Linked DNA regions of Sus scrofa: region 2 is linked to region 1. The links are chromatin contacts, called in public Hi-C maps. All regions are on one chromosome and are shown on one strand. The core of a region is the stretch at or near the end of the contact, and the rest is flanking DNA. Distances in the headings are between cores, read along the strand shown. Region 1 holds the start of SLC15A2 (solute carrier family 15 member 2). Region 2 holds the start of ARGFX (arginine-fifty homeobox).

What was found. Hi-C and Micro-C count contacts between places; a contact is called where the count stands out from the background.
Region 2: a Hi-C map of liver shows a contact between it and region 1, with 6 times the contacts expected there. The contact joins the promoter of ARGFX here to the promoter of SLC15A2 in region 1. A contact is called at or near these places in 1 of 5 promoter capture datasets (liver) and 4 of 47 Hi-C or Micro-C datasets (embryonic fibroblasts, liver, retroperitoneal adipose tissue and 1 more).

The regions. Positions count from the first base shown.
Region 1 is chr13:138,630,848-138,635,001 of Sscrofa11.1, forward strand. It overlaps SLC15A2 (solute carrier family 15 member 2), which reads right to left and starts at 1,701. Exons shown (of 22, transcript NM_001097514.1): 1 at 1,570-1,701. The coding sequence starts at 1,674. EAF2 (ELL-associated factor 2) reads right to left here. Exons shown (of 6, transcript XM_013980937.2): 6 at 1,694-1,828. The coding sequence ends at 1,818.
Region 2 is chr13:138,926,004-138,930,157 of Sscrofa11.1, forward strand. It overlaps ARGFX (arginine-fifty homeobox), which reads right to left and starts at 2,388. Exons shown (of 1, transcript XM_013980898.2): 1 at 1,388-2,388. The coding sequence starts at 2,388. The coding sequence ends at 1,576.

The DNA.
Region 1 (4,154 bases), core at 451-2,950:
ATGATTCTAGACACCAGGACCTGTTCATCTTCCCACAAGTACTAAATGAAACATCCAGCGCCCCAGGCAGGAGAATAATGAAATTCATTTCTAGGAACAGAACCAAGAGTTGTCCTCTAGAGCATCTGATGTCTAAGCAGTTACACTTAGCTGTCAGTATACTTAGCTCCACTGTGCAGATTAACCTCTGTCCTCACCTGCCCTGTTCACTGTGCTTGGAGGAATCCTGGCAATATGAAGGCCTCCCTCTAAGTGGCTACTAGAGCCAGGCACAGAGCCCAATACAGATTCTTAAAGGTAAGCTGATTGAATACCTTCACCTTGGGCAGAGTTCTTAAATCTTGTCAAATTAAATGTCCATTCTTTCTATAAAAGAGATTCTACAGCATTTTAATGGTAATCCTATTGGGCATTAAAAGTACTATGCTATTTCAAGCATTATCTGTCAGAATATAAGGAATATCATGTTTCATTTCAAATTCCTACCCATTATGATGGCCCAACTAACATGAGAGAGGGATGGAGATATCTGTTCTTGGTTCAACCAAATCTTACCATGAGATTTTTATGGTCTCTTCTTATTAATAAGATACACACACACACACATCTTTGTGAGCAAGCTTAAATTCTTTGGGACCAGAAGAGATATAACTAAATAAATAAATGATAAATTAATACATTAATGTATCCAATCTTTTATCCATATAGATATAAACAACCCTCCTAAATATTAATATACATTAATGTATGATTAAAAACTTGCTTGAAAGATACAGTGAATTAAGTTCTTTACCTTTTAGCTCACAGTTTGAGAATTATGCAACTTCAAGTTTAATTAGCACACTTTTACTAGCTATGTAACACTGTCATTGGCTGTGTTAACATACTGCCCCCGGTGTATCACTACACTTGTCTTTATACTTCAATTCTATTATTCCAAAGAAACTACCACCTCTAGAACACTACCACCTCTTTGTGGTAAGAACTCATTAAATACTGGCTAATATTTCTATATCCTCTCCACTTATAGGATTTTGATATGAAGATTGAAACGAGATAATGAATTTGCAAGTGCTTTAACACGTATACAAAACATTATTATCACTTCCTTGTTTCCCTGTTCCTTCCCCCACTGTAAACTGAAACACATAATAACAGACCTTGGTGTCCAGCATAGACTCTACACACAGGGGGAACTAAGGGTTGAGTTTTTATATTAGTAAAGAAAGAACAATCACACACAGTTCTCCAGAAAGGAGTGCTTGCCAAGTTTCCCTGGACGCTCAAAGTGCTTTTTTTCCCACCCTAGAGAAACTCAGAGTATACAATGAAACACATCAAAGTCTTAGATGCCAATTGAAGAACTCTGACTACCTCTTTCTGCTGCATCCTCTCCTAAGTAAAGGAAACTTCTGTTTAGACTTGGTTTACAGGTTAACTCTAAATCCGAGAGAGAGAAGAGTTTTTAACACTGTAACACAGCTCAGCCTGAAACTCTAGAGGCCAAGGAGGAGAACCAAAAGAGCAAGTATGTTCCTGTCAGAGGCAGAACTGAATCTGAGGACTCACCGGAGATGGCTTCTTTGGAAAGCTGGGGGGTCGAGGTGGTACTTCTTCAGTGGAGACAGGTAAAAAAAGTGTTTCCTTGGATTCATTTTTCTGGAAGGGATTCATGGCTGGCTCCTTACTCTCTCTCTCTTCAAGCATTTGGCTTTGGTAGGCAGTCGGACAGCTGCCAGGCTACTGTGAAAAGGGGGACTGGGAGGGGAAGAGGGGGTGGCTTCGGCAACTAGGTTTAACCCCGTGGGTGTCGGGCTTCAGCAGCTGCCTGCAAAGTAGAAAGCTATATAAAAGAAAGGATCGAGTCTTAGAGACTAGTTCAAAGAATGATTATGTTAAAGGTAGAGCACAAGGAAGAACACCACATCATGGGCTGGAAGAGCATAATGCTGGAGAACTGCAAATGGATGAAAATTAGTAAGACTACACAGACCTGGAGCATAGCCTGGAGCACAGATTTCAAAATTGATTTCAGGGTAATAATAGCCACCACTTGTTGCACATCTACTATGGGCAAAGTTTATATATACATACATATATTATATCTATACCCATATGTTTTAATTCTTACTACTATCCTCGTTTTAAGGAACTAATAAACAACAGGTTATGTAATTTGCCCAATATCATGTGGCCAGTAAGCAGCAGATCTGGAATTTTCGGTATGCCATTACATATAGATTAGTATCAGTAAAGCCTATGGTCCTTTCTCGGGAATGGAGGCTATATGGAAATGTAAACATAGGAACATAGGAATGCGGGGGAACTGAAATGCATTGAAGAGGGAAGGTCATCTCCAAAATGAATTTGGATAGAAAAAAACATTTGGTTTTCAACATAATAAAGTTCAACTAGAAATATCCTATAAGCAATTAAATAGGTCTTGGTCATGTACATTTGGGAATAATTCTTCTACTTTGATAAATTTATTTTCTCACGTCAAGATGAATCCTTCATGACATGAGGAAATACAATTTAATTTGCATAAAAATTAGGAACCAGATATTTTCTAGTTACTATTACAAACATCATTTTCCTTAATTTTCAGTGAATGGACTTCCCAGTGACTCCAGAATATAATATTTATTTCCTATCAGAGGAGGAACAAGAACAGCCATGACAATGATAGATGTACTTTTTACAGTATGATTTTTGCTAAGTCAAAGAGGCAAAATAAGAACAAGAGAGTATGGTGTCCATCTAGCTGTCAGTCAAAAGAGAAAGGAAAATAATGGCAAGACAGCAAGAAGAAAAATGAAGACTAAACCAACAAGGAAGTCAGGAAACAGGGGAATGAATTATTTTATTTTAGAATATGAGAGAGAACCTATGACTCTATTCCCTGTAAAGTTCTTCCATTACCTGTTTGAGTAATTTGTTGACAAGTAAGGCCAGAATAAACTCTATCCTCTCTTTCCTAAACTCTATCTTAGACTTTGACCATATTTTCCCAGCTTCTAGTATACCTCTTATCCCACTTCTCTCCCACCAATGAAAAAGAGTCCAGCTTCATTTCAGACTGTGACATTAATGATTAAGCTGTAGTTATTCTTTCAGGAAGCACTGCCCTTTCTGACCTAGTTTGGTTAATGACTCTAGATGCAAAACAAATGAACAGTCAGAAGTTACTGGTCAAGTTAACCACTAGAGGCACAAATGTCTTTAAGATCTAATTATATCAGTGGCTCCCCTTGCTCTGACTTGATAGCATTTGATCTGGCAGAGCAAATGGAATAGCACCTGTGAACAAAGCACCAATTCATTTGTGCTCATAGGTGCCCTAAATATCAAACTTTAGAGTATTGGCATTGGTTCTCATACTCCTTTGTTTAGATGAAATTCTTCTTTTAATTATGCAATACTATGCTAACATTAATAGAATCAAATAATATCAGAGATGGAAGGAAACTTAATCTTGTCCTATGTAAACTAAACTTCCCTAATGATAAAAATCACTTAGGGAGGGAGTTCCTATTGTGACTCAATGGGTTAAGAAACACAGTGTCCGTGAGGATGTGGCTTTAATCTCTGGTTTCGTTCAGTGGGTTACAGATCCAGTATTGCTGCAAGGTGCGGCACAGTTTGCAGATGCAGCTCGGATCCGGTGTTGTAATGACTGTAGCATAGTCCTGAAGCTGCAGCTCTGATTCAAGCCCTGGCTTCAGCTGATTCCATATGCCATGCATGTAGCCATAAAAAAGAAAAAAAATCACTTAGGGATATCTTATATATATAAATTTCCAGAACGATTCTCTCTCTCTCTCTCTCTCTCTCTCTCTCTCTCTCTCTCTCTCTCTCTCTCCTCACACACACACACACACACACACACACACACACTTAAAGGCCTTTCCTTTGAAAATTCTTATTCTCTAAGGAGGTATTTAAGAATGTATATTTTAATAAGCATCTATGGTAATTCTTAGAACAGGGGTTTGGTGAACACTGGTTTAAAATCCTTCTCTTAGTCTAGCCTGAAGAATATTACAGAAGGGCTCAGACTAGAATCCCCACCTTCGAGACCTAAAGCCTTTTTCCTCCTTATCAAGATGCCTCTTATACACCATTTTTGCTAAGTTGAAATCAGATAGAAGGAT
Region 2 (4,154 bases), core at 1,138-3,637, 300 kb after region 1:
TTTTCTCCCATTCTGTATGTTGTCTTTTTTTTTTTTTTTTGGTTTCCTTTGATTAGGTCCCATTGGTTTATTTTTCTTTTATTTCTGTTGCCTTGGGAGACCGAACTGAGGAAACATTTGTAAGGTTGATGTCAGAGAATATTTTGCCTATGTTCTCTGCTAGGAGTTTGATGGTGTCATGTCTTATGTTTAAGTCTTTAGGCCATTTTGAGTTTATTTTTGTGCATGGTCTGAAGGTGTGTTCCAGTTTCATTGATTTGCATGCAGCTGTCCATGTTTCCTAGAAATATTTGCTAAAAAGACTGTCTTTTTCCCATTTTATGTTCTTGCCTCCTTTGTCAAAAATTAATTGAATGTAGGTGTCTTGAGTTTATTTCTGGGATCTCTATTCTGTTCTATTGGTCTGTATGTCTGTTTGGTACCAGTACCACACTGTCTTGATGACTGTGGCTTTGTAATATTGCCTGAAGTCTGGGAAAGTTATACCTCCTGCTTGGTTTTTGTTCCTCAGTATTGCTTTGGCAATTCTGGGTCTTTTGTGGTTCATCCTTATTCTTTAAATATAGGTTTTTTTCAGCTGTAAATTTCTTTCTAAGCACTGATTTGGCATCATCCTATAAGCTTTGATATATTGTGTTTTTGTTTTCATTCATATTTGCATATTTCCTAATTTTCTTTCTGATTTTTTTCTTTACCCATTTGTTATTCAAGAGTGTGCTTTTTAATATCCATATACTTGTGAATTTTCTAAATTCTCTTGATTTCTAATTTTAATCCATTGTGTTTGGAAAACAAACTTTATATGATTTTAACTCTTTTATATTGATTATTTTATGGCTTCAAAAGCCTTTTGTTTAAAATATTTTGTATTTCTGTTTTGAAGTTTTCTGTATAGATAACTTAATTTTCTTGATTAATTCCTAGATACTCTATATTTTTCATTGAGAGGATTTATTATGTTTATTCATTATTGGTTTTGAGAAATGCTTTTAATTCTGTAAGTTAATCATGTAGATGGAAAATATAGCTTAACTGCCATTCTAAAAATCTGACTGTTGGAAATGTGTGAGTTTATAACCTGCTATCAAAAAAAGTGGATGACAGAGTTCCTGTCATGGCTCAGCATTTAACGGACCTGACTAGTATCCATGAGGACAGGTTGGATTATTGTGTTAAGGATGTGGTGTGGCCATGAGCTGTGGTATAGGTCGCAGATGTGGCTTGGATCCCAAGCTGCTGTGGCTGTGGCATAGGTCAGCAGCTGTAGCTCTGATTTGACCCCTAGTCTGGGAATTTCCATATGCTGAGGGTGCAGCCCCAGGAAAAAAAAAAAAAAACAGAGAGAGAGACCAAAAAAAAAAAAAAATGTGGATGACACCTGGAGTTCTCTGGTGGTCTAGTAGTTAATGATCAGACTTTGTCACTGCTGTGATTCAGGTTCAATCTCTGGCTGGGCAAATTCCACATGCCGTGGGTGTGGCCAAAAAGAAAAAAAAAGTAAGGATGATCCCTAAAGGCTGCCGACCTTCTTTTAAAATGTCAAAGATAGTTTTGAGAAGAGAGAATTTTGGAGTCTCATTGGCCATCTAAGGGACTAGAAAGGCCTTCTCTAGGGAGAATTGTGGGGCTAATTATGTAGTACTGAGCTACACTTGGGAGAAAATAGCTTTTACATTTGCATAGAAATCCAGGTAACACTAAGCCAGATATTTGGGTTAAGACAAAGGAAAGAGGCATATACAAGATGCAAGAAGATCCTTTTCTATACTGTCTGGAATTTGTTAGTGCTTTGATCAGAGAAATTGAAATGTATACCACACTGGAGGACTTTTGGAATTCCAGGCTGTCTCTTAGACTATGGGTTGCAAAGCTCCAGCTTGTCATACTGAACCAGGTTTGCTCAGGAGATAAAGCTACACCTGATCCAGCAAAGATTCTAAGAGGAACTCTGTTCTAACTGGGCCTTATTGGTGAAAGATACTGATATAGAGAGTGGAATGAAGAACTGTCTAGCTCATTGTCATCAGGAAAACTGTACAGTTTCATGATTTGGTCTATGTCATAGGCATCAGAGTATAAAGCAGGAACTGAAGCCACTAGTCTCTCCAATTGAGGATCTTGCATTTGGACATCGCTTGTAGGACTCTCAGTGATGGTAGAATTCCCTGCACACTGGAAAGGGCCCAAGGGCCGAGTTGATAGGAAGATAGAGGAATCTGAAACTTCAGGGAAAAAAGAATGAGGACTAGTTGATGCTGTGGGTGTCTTCTTGGCTGGAAGGGTCTGGTTTGGTGGCTTGAGTGATTGCTGCTGCTTTTGTTGCTGCTGCTTCCTCATTTTGAACCTCCGGTTCCTGAACCAAATCTGGGAGTGGGAGAAGAGAGGAGGTTATGGTCCGTTACTGGAGAAGGAGTTTGAGGCTTCTCCTGGGTGAAAAAAAGCCAGATTGTAGCCCTCATGTCCTCTCCACGTCATGACACTGAGTTCTGGTAAGCAGAAGTTGGTATAAATGGAGTCAATAGAAACAGTGAGAGATCAGGATGGGGCCCCAGAGAAAGAGGCAGAGAAAGGGGGTATATTTCAGAGATTGTGCTGGGAAGTTCAGAGAAAGGATACTGAACTCCAGAGAAGAGAAGCCAAGTTCAGGGATCTAGGGAGAGGTGGGGAATTTGAACTGAAGGATTTTCAAGGATTATGTTAGAAGGACTTTGAAGTAAGGAATATTCTAACAAAAATTTGGGGCTCTAGCAGATTCAGAGGTTGGGAAAGTTATTTGCCAATTGGTGGTGCTGTGAATAAACAAAACAGCAGAGTTTTGCTTGTTAAGACCCTAAGTGAGGAATGTGGATAAGAACCCTTTCTCTAATTTATCATATGAGACCCCTGGATTTCTAATTCCAGTTATACTATGGGCTAACTCTGTGAGCCAGTCACTTTGCTCCTGACCTTCAGTTTTCCTCACCTTTTAAACTAGATGCTATTAAAGTAATCATATGCAACATGCCCAGCGCAATAGTAGTGCACAGTAGATGTTGAATAAGGGAACTATTGTGTTTTGGAGGGAATTTCCAGGCTGAATGGTAGAATGTGATTTTGGATGGAGGTTCAAACACATCTCAAAAGATCAGACAGACCTTAACTGTTGACTCTGGTAGGTTGAGTTTTAAAGCAAGTTTTCTCTGGAGATTTTTGTCTGGAAACATGTTATAGCCAAACAGCGCCTCCAACGCTTCATACTGTGTGTGGGTGAATGAGGTACGTTCATGAGGCTTCTTCCATTTCGCTGTAGAAAAGAGATAGAGATGGAGTGGTTACTTTGTGCTCTTGTCTCCGGGCTCAAATCCCCAAAAACACAGCTGTGAATTTCCCATAACTTTGCCCCAACCAGGCTTGGAATCCAGGAGGTAAAGGTCCCAGGTCTTGGAGTTCCTGTCAGGGCTCAGCAGTTAACAAATCTAACTAGCATCCATGAGGACACAGGTTTGATCCCTGGCCTTGCTCAGTGGGTTAAGGATCCGGTATTGCGATGTAGGTGGCAGACACAGCTTGGATCCAGCATTGCTGTGGCTGCGATATAGGCCAACTGCTACACTCTTAGCAGCTGCAACCCTTAGCCTAGGAACCTCCATCTGCTGCAAATGTGGCCCTAAAAAGCAAACAAATAAACAAACAAACAAAAAAGATCCCAGGTCTTGACTAGGAGGCTGAGCCCTGTGTAACAGTGCTTTGTTCTCTATTTTCTGAGATTTAGTTTATCCCTGATAGGAAATGTTACCTTGTCAATTTTCTCTGTACCCAGTCTGTTTGCTTTGGCAGCTGGCTCCCTTGTTTTTCAGTTTCGCCTGCACTGAGAAGAGAAAACTCTTTTCTCTGGTACTCAGTCTGTCTACCCTGCCTAACCACAGGCAGTAGGCAGTCACTTCTTCCCTTTTCTTCTTTTCCACTCTTGATCTCCTTTAGAAACTGGGAAGAAAACTCATGTCCCCACACACGAATATGTAGTACATTCTTCAGAATTGCTCTCCTCTTTGGTTTATTCAGGAACCTAGTCTGTCCCATTTGGCAAATGTGTTTTTTTCTTTCCCCCTAGGCCTTTTGAAGCTCTATTCCTTCCTCTGGGGAAAGGTTCATAAGAAATGAGACATAACTAAATA